Regions from separate parts of the Rattus norvegicus genome. Here region 1 is linked to region 2. A link is a contact called in public Hi-C data. All regions are on one chromosome and are shown on one strand. The core of a region is the stretch at or near the end of the contact, and the rest is flanking DNA. Distances in the headings are between cores, read along the strand shown. Region 1 overlaps Il6st (interleukin 6 cytokine family signal transducer). Region 2 holds the start of Ankrd55 (ankyrin repeat domain 55).

Region 1 (2,700 bases), core at 101-2,600, 190 kb after region 2:
AGATGTTACTTTGCAAACTGGAAGTGCAGCCGAATCTGGACGCCTTGGTTTGCTTTATTTGTCTGCATTCAGCTGGTTGCTAAGACTCCTCGAGGTGGATGATTCTCACCCCTGGAAGTCACTTAACGGTTTCAACCACACACAAGCCCTTACATGTTTTTATTTAAAAAAGCTGTAATATAGGGCTCAGAGCAATGGCTCAGTGATTTAAAAAGTCGAAATATGCCCAGAGTATCATTCATTCATTCATTTTTCTCTTTCCAGCACAATTTTAACTCCAAAGATCAGATGTACTCAGATGCCAATTTCACTGACGTAAGCGTTGTGGAAATAGAAGCAAACAACAAAAAGCCTTGTCCAGATGACCTGAAATCCTTGGACCTGTTCAAGAAGGAGAAAATAAGTACAGAAGGGCACAGCAGTGGCATTGGGGGGTCCTCGTGCATGTCCTCTTCTAGGCCCAGCATCTCCAGCAGTGAGGAGAACGAGTCTGCTCAGAGCACCGCAAGCACGGTGCAGTACTCCACCGTGGTGCACAGCGGCTACAGGCACCAGGTGCCGTCAGTGCAAGTGTTCTCAAGGTCTGAGTCCACCCAGCCCCTGCTAGACTCCGAGGAGCGGCCAGAGGACCTGCAGCTGGTGGATAGTGTGGACAGCGGTGACGAGATCTTACCCAGGCAACAGTATTTCAAACAAAGCTGCAGTCAGCCTGGAGCCAGTCCAGATGTTTCACACTTCGAAAGGTCAAGCCAGGTTCCGTCAGGCAGTGAGGAGGATTTTGTCAGACTGAAACAGCAGCAGGTTTCAGATCACATTTCAGAGCCCTATGGCTCCGAGCAACGGAGGCTGTTTCAGGAAGGTTCTGTGGCAGATGCTCTTGGCACAGGGACTGATGGACAGATAGAGAGATTCGAATCTGTTGGAATGGAGACAGCGATGGATGAAGACATTTCCAAAAGTTACTTGCCACAGACTGTAAGACAAGGTGGCTACATGCCACAGTGAGGGACCGGCTCCTGCGGGACCTCAGCGGGACTGCGAAGTAAAGCTAAAATGCTCGTGACTTCAGATGGGAAATAATCTTCAGTCCCTGATGATAACCATTGCCTTTAAGGACAAAGTCACAACTGGGCCATCTCCATTCCAGAGTATCTGGGATTCTCCTTCAAGCACTACATGAACTGACTTTATCCTCTGAATAGCTGGAGGACTCTGCGCTGTTTCAGAATGTTTGCACTGCTGAAAACTAAGTGTGTCTGAGTTTGTAAAGCTTTTGTTTTGCTCCATAGAAAGTGGGGAATTTAAATGAGCCGAGCCGAGCCATGGCGTCGCTCAGCTGTGCTGGTGGTGAGACTGACCATTCAGATGCCGGGAGCAAAGGTCTAACCCTCCTCAGCCAGCAGCTTCATGTCAGAGTTCCCCGGGCAGACTGCCCAGATTGTGTCACCTATCAAAAAAAAAAAAAAAAGAGTGGAGGGGGCAGGGTGGCTCATTTCTGGGTTTGTTATTAGAGAATCTTGGCTTGTTTGGTGCCGTTGGTATCGATGCTTCCAGTTATTACTGAAGAAAAGGACGAACTTTCAAGAGAAGCAGCATAGAAGAACCCATTACCTTATATTCACCTAAAACCTCACAGAAACCTGCTTATTAGTGATAACATTTTTCAAAGTCAGTTTCACCAACACTCTAGTGGACCGGGCTGGCCTCAAACTCACAGAGATTTGTCTGCCTCAGCCTCCGGAGTACTGGGGTTAAAGGCATGTACCACCACCACCACTTGACTTAAAAATTTGCTGTTTTTAAAGACTTAAGTTGCTGACATTTTTCTGAACGTATATAAACACACCAGGGACAGATGATTCCAGATGTTGGTGGAGGAAGCACTTTATCCAGAATGTCTTCAACTGTACATTACTTTAATTGACTCCACCTTGTTTTTGTTTTTAAGACTAGCAAGGTGTTTGCTGAAGGGTGGCATTGCCCAGAGGCTCAGGCGAGTCCCAGAGCTCACGCACCGATGTCTGTGACCACCACCGTGGCAGAAGTCCTCCTACAAAGCTGACGAAGCCGTGAGGGTTTTGTTAGTTTGCTGGGCGGGGATTGAGCCCACAGCCTTGTACATGCTAGACACTACCACTGAGCTCACCTACACATCTCACTATGTTATGTAGGCTCAAGCGATCCTCCTGTCTCAGCTTCCTGAGTGTTGGGACTTCGGGTGTGCGCTGCCACACACCCGACCAGGTAGTTTTAATATCTGCCATTTATGAGGTAGAGTTTTACACAGGATTTAGGACTATCTTAAACCTGTTCCTTAGGTTGCTTTGTTAAGGAATAGCCTGGACATCCGGTGTTTAGCACTAAAGCCATTATGTATGCGCCTAACTTTCCAGTGACATGTCCTGGGTGGGCAGGAGTTGACTGAGCGCCATTAGTGGTTGATTACCACCAAGTGTGCGCACAGGAAAAGGATTAAAGTTTCAGAACATGGCCCTTAATCATTCATAGCCGCTGCCCCACGGTGGCTGAGGAGGAGTTGATGTGCACTGAGCTGGATGTGGTTTTGCCGTTCACTCAGAGGACTGTTTATACTCTACTTGTGATGTGTTATCGTTATATTTTTATACTAGGTAATCCTGTTCTGAGTCCTTTCACGTGTATAATCCTCATGGGACTGTACGTGCTTTGCTCTGGTATTCA
Region 2 (3,027 bases), core at 96-2,595:
GTAAAATCAAAGTTCTAGAAACTTGTAATTTATCAATCAGATTTATCTGTTAAATTCTCAATCCACAATACATGCCCACAATAAATTCACTGCCAGTTAGTAAAGATAGAAACCGCCTACCTAGACAAGATAAAATGACCTAGTCCACGTGGATCATCCTGCTCTGTCGTCCCCATCTTGATTCTCCTGCTTCTCCTCCTCCTCCTCTCTCCCTCCTAGATTGCCCCCCCCCACCTAACCTTCCTTCTCATCCAGTGTTAGGCTTCACTTTATCCTGGACCTGCCTTGCTGCATAATGACACCGTCCTGCATGAGTTATGGGAAGATTTGTAACAAAATCTAAACAATATATGGCTTCTTTCATAGCCTTCAACAAGAGCCCCATTTTAAACATATACCTCAGACATGTAATACTGTCTAAATAAGCTAAAAGTTTTTGAGTGGGGCAGTATAAATAGCAGGTACTAAAAAATGCTTACTAAATGCCAGGCTGCTATTAAGCACACAGGATTAGTATTACCACAGTGTCACTCCACCCAAGGGAGACAGTTGTCAGTGTTGTCAAGATCTCCACATTACAAGTAAGGAAGCTAAGCCAGGTGAGGGTGCCTGGTCCAAACTTCCACATAGCCAGTTAGCACAAGCCTGGCTTGTACCTAAGGTATCTGACCCTTCACCTGTCGCACAAATGACAGGAGAGGCTGCTTCAAAATATGAAACACAAAACCAAATGTGGAGGAGTTAGAAAGCAGTGGCCCACTTTACAAAACGATGCTGTTGTAAGTAAGCGGTCCTTGCATTGGACTGGCTAGCTGGTTAAAAATCATTAATGGTTTCTCAGAAACACGGGGACAGAGAAACCAAAACAAAACTCTAGGATGCGTGCCAGCTAAAGTTCAAAGAACCAAAAGGCCAATGGCCCTATTGTCCACAGGAGAAGAAAAACACAACTTTAAAACCGTTGAGATATTCTTTCTCTGAACATCAGTTACACTCGGAGAAAACAAGCACGGGTGTCACTGATAGAGGGGCTCGGCATAGCCTGTCTCAAGGCATCTCCACAGGAGAGCTTGCTTCTCTGCGAATTCTGGGAGTCACCTGACTGCAGTCTGTGGTCATCCTTGGCAGTAACATTGTTGGATCAATTCTTCACAAAGGCAGAGTAAACAGTTGGCTCCCTCATTCAAAGCAGTTTGTTTTGTACAACCTAGGTTCTTCTAGAAATAGCATCTATACAAACCCAGGTGATTGAAAATGGCTTTAATGGAAGGGAAAATATGCAAAACGAGGCACAAGATGCAAATAGCAGTGCTACAGATGAACACCAACAAAAAGCTATTGCTCAACTTACAGTTGGACAGCAGTGGTGGGCAGGTTGTGAGGGGGCCACGTGAGAGCTAGTTCTGCATAGGGAAAGCTCCTGGTAGGAAGGAGGCAGCTACTGCTAGATGCTCAGCAAGGGAGGAGAGCCCCATCTTCTCCCTTCCCAGTCTCCAGGGCCTCCCATGTGAAGCAACAGGATAAGGGCATCTGGAGATAGATAGTGAGCTAAGATCAAGGTACGAACATCTTTGGAAGAGAGAGAGGAATGACCATAATGCTTCTCCCAAAGATGGACAAAGTGAGGTACTAAGAAGACCGGTAATATGTCCATGGATGTAGTTCAGTTGGTAGAGGGCTTACCTAGAGAGCACATGTTTTCAATTTCCAACAATTGCACAAAACCAGGCATAGCAGCCCACGTCTGCAAATGCCAACTCTCAGGGGTGGGTGTAAGAGAATCAGAAATCCAAGGTCAGCCTCAGCTACATAGAAAATTAAGGCCAACCTGGGCTACACAGGACCGTGGCTCTAAACAGAAACAAACAAAAGAGAAAACATAGTATGCTTCAGATCTTGAAGAATAGATTGAAATGAAGAAGATGGCCCTCTTCCCTTACTGGTCTCTCTGATTTTGGGAAACCTCAATGCCTAAAGAGTCATAACACGTCAATCCCAAGGCTCCTTGCCAACATGTGGTAGTGTGCGAATGACCTAGAGTGGCCCACTTTTCTTCAGAAGTGTCCCTTCAGAAGAGAGTATATGACTAAGCTGACCCCGCCTCTGCCTGGATTCACTGGAGAGGAAGGTTTAGTGACTCACTTGTGTGGGTGACAATCTGGTCTGTGGTATCCTTTGAGTGAACTCACTTTGCACACTAACAGAGTATCTGGTTTGTGTAGGTGACTCATCTGAAGAAGTCGACCTGACAATGGTGTATCAGGCAGCATCGAATGGAGATGTCAACTCTCTGACTGCCGTGATCCGGGAGGATCCGTCCATCCTAGAATGTTGTGACAGTGAAGGTAAGCTGTTTGTGCATTTTTTTTAAAAAACCTGGGATGAGATGCATTACTCTTTCAGAGATTGTCTTTTGAGATGAGCCATACTAATGAAATTCTTTTTGACTGACCACAGGATATTGCAGGCATCTTGCCTGTGGCTCTGTAGAATCCCTTGGCACCTCTCAGCATGACATTGGACACAGAACTTCATCATCTTTCACCTACTAGTCACCTATTATGTTTCACATATTATTATGGAGTGGGTTGTTTCCAGTATTTTTGTAGGAATGGCCAAGTAAGGATGTGTGTGTGTGTGTGTGTGTGTGTGTGTGTGTGTGTGTGTGTCACAATGCTCATGTGCGCGTGCACACACATCATCGTTGTCATGGTTGCATTTTCACCTCCATTCTTTCCAAATACAACTAAGAACTATGGATAGGATAACTAAAATAACTTTGGAAACCAAGAGAAGGGCCAAGTCCTGAGATCCAGGGAAGGGCATGGTGGTGAGTTCTCTGGATTGTCCTTTTGCCTTGTATATCCCAGGGTTGAGGCTGAAGGAGATGGCAACACAGAATGCCAACAGACATGGACAAAAGAAAAGCCACTGAAAACCTGCATTCTCTAGGCAAAATGCCAAGACCGATCACAGGAAAGCACTGATAGGAAGAGACTCTACACAACTGCATGGCTTCACAAGAGG

What was found. Hi-C and Micro-C count contacts between places; a contact is called where the count stands out from the background.
Region 1: a contact with region 2 is called in a Hi-C map of liver, with 2.4 times the contacts expected there. The contact joins the enhancer-like site here to the promoter of Ankrd55 in region 2. A contact is called at or near these places in 10 of 12 Hi-C or Micro-C datasets (the A7r5 cell line, the Rat2 cell line, Schwann cells and 6 more).

Annotation. Positions count from the first base shown.
Region 1 is chr2:45,833,816-45,836,515 of GRCr8, forward strand. It overlaps Il6st (interleukin 6 cytokine family signal transducer), which reads left to right. Exons shown (of 15, transcript NM_001008725.3): 15 at 265-2,700. The coding sequence ends at 1,005. LOC134485838 (a long non-coding RNA gene) reads right to left here. Exons shown (of 2, transcript XR_010064089.1): 2 at 2,693-2,700. Among named protein-coding and RNA genes, the nearest start is that of Il6st, 25 kb to the left of the region's middle. Within about 2 kb of position 1,351, at least 9 of the 93 cell types and tissues checked have an H3K27ac peak or open chromatin away from gene starts, as enhancers often do. A contact at or near this core is called in kidney and liver, where this site is marked.
Region 2 is chr2:45,646,441-45,649,467 of GRCr8, forward strand. It overlaps Ankrd55 (ankyrin repeat domain 55), which reads left to right and starts at 1,346. Exons shown (of 10, transcript NM_001270039.1): 1 at 1,346-2,345. The coding sequence starts at 2,252. All of the region lies in intron 3 of LOC103691456 (a long non-coding RNA gene), which reads right to left.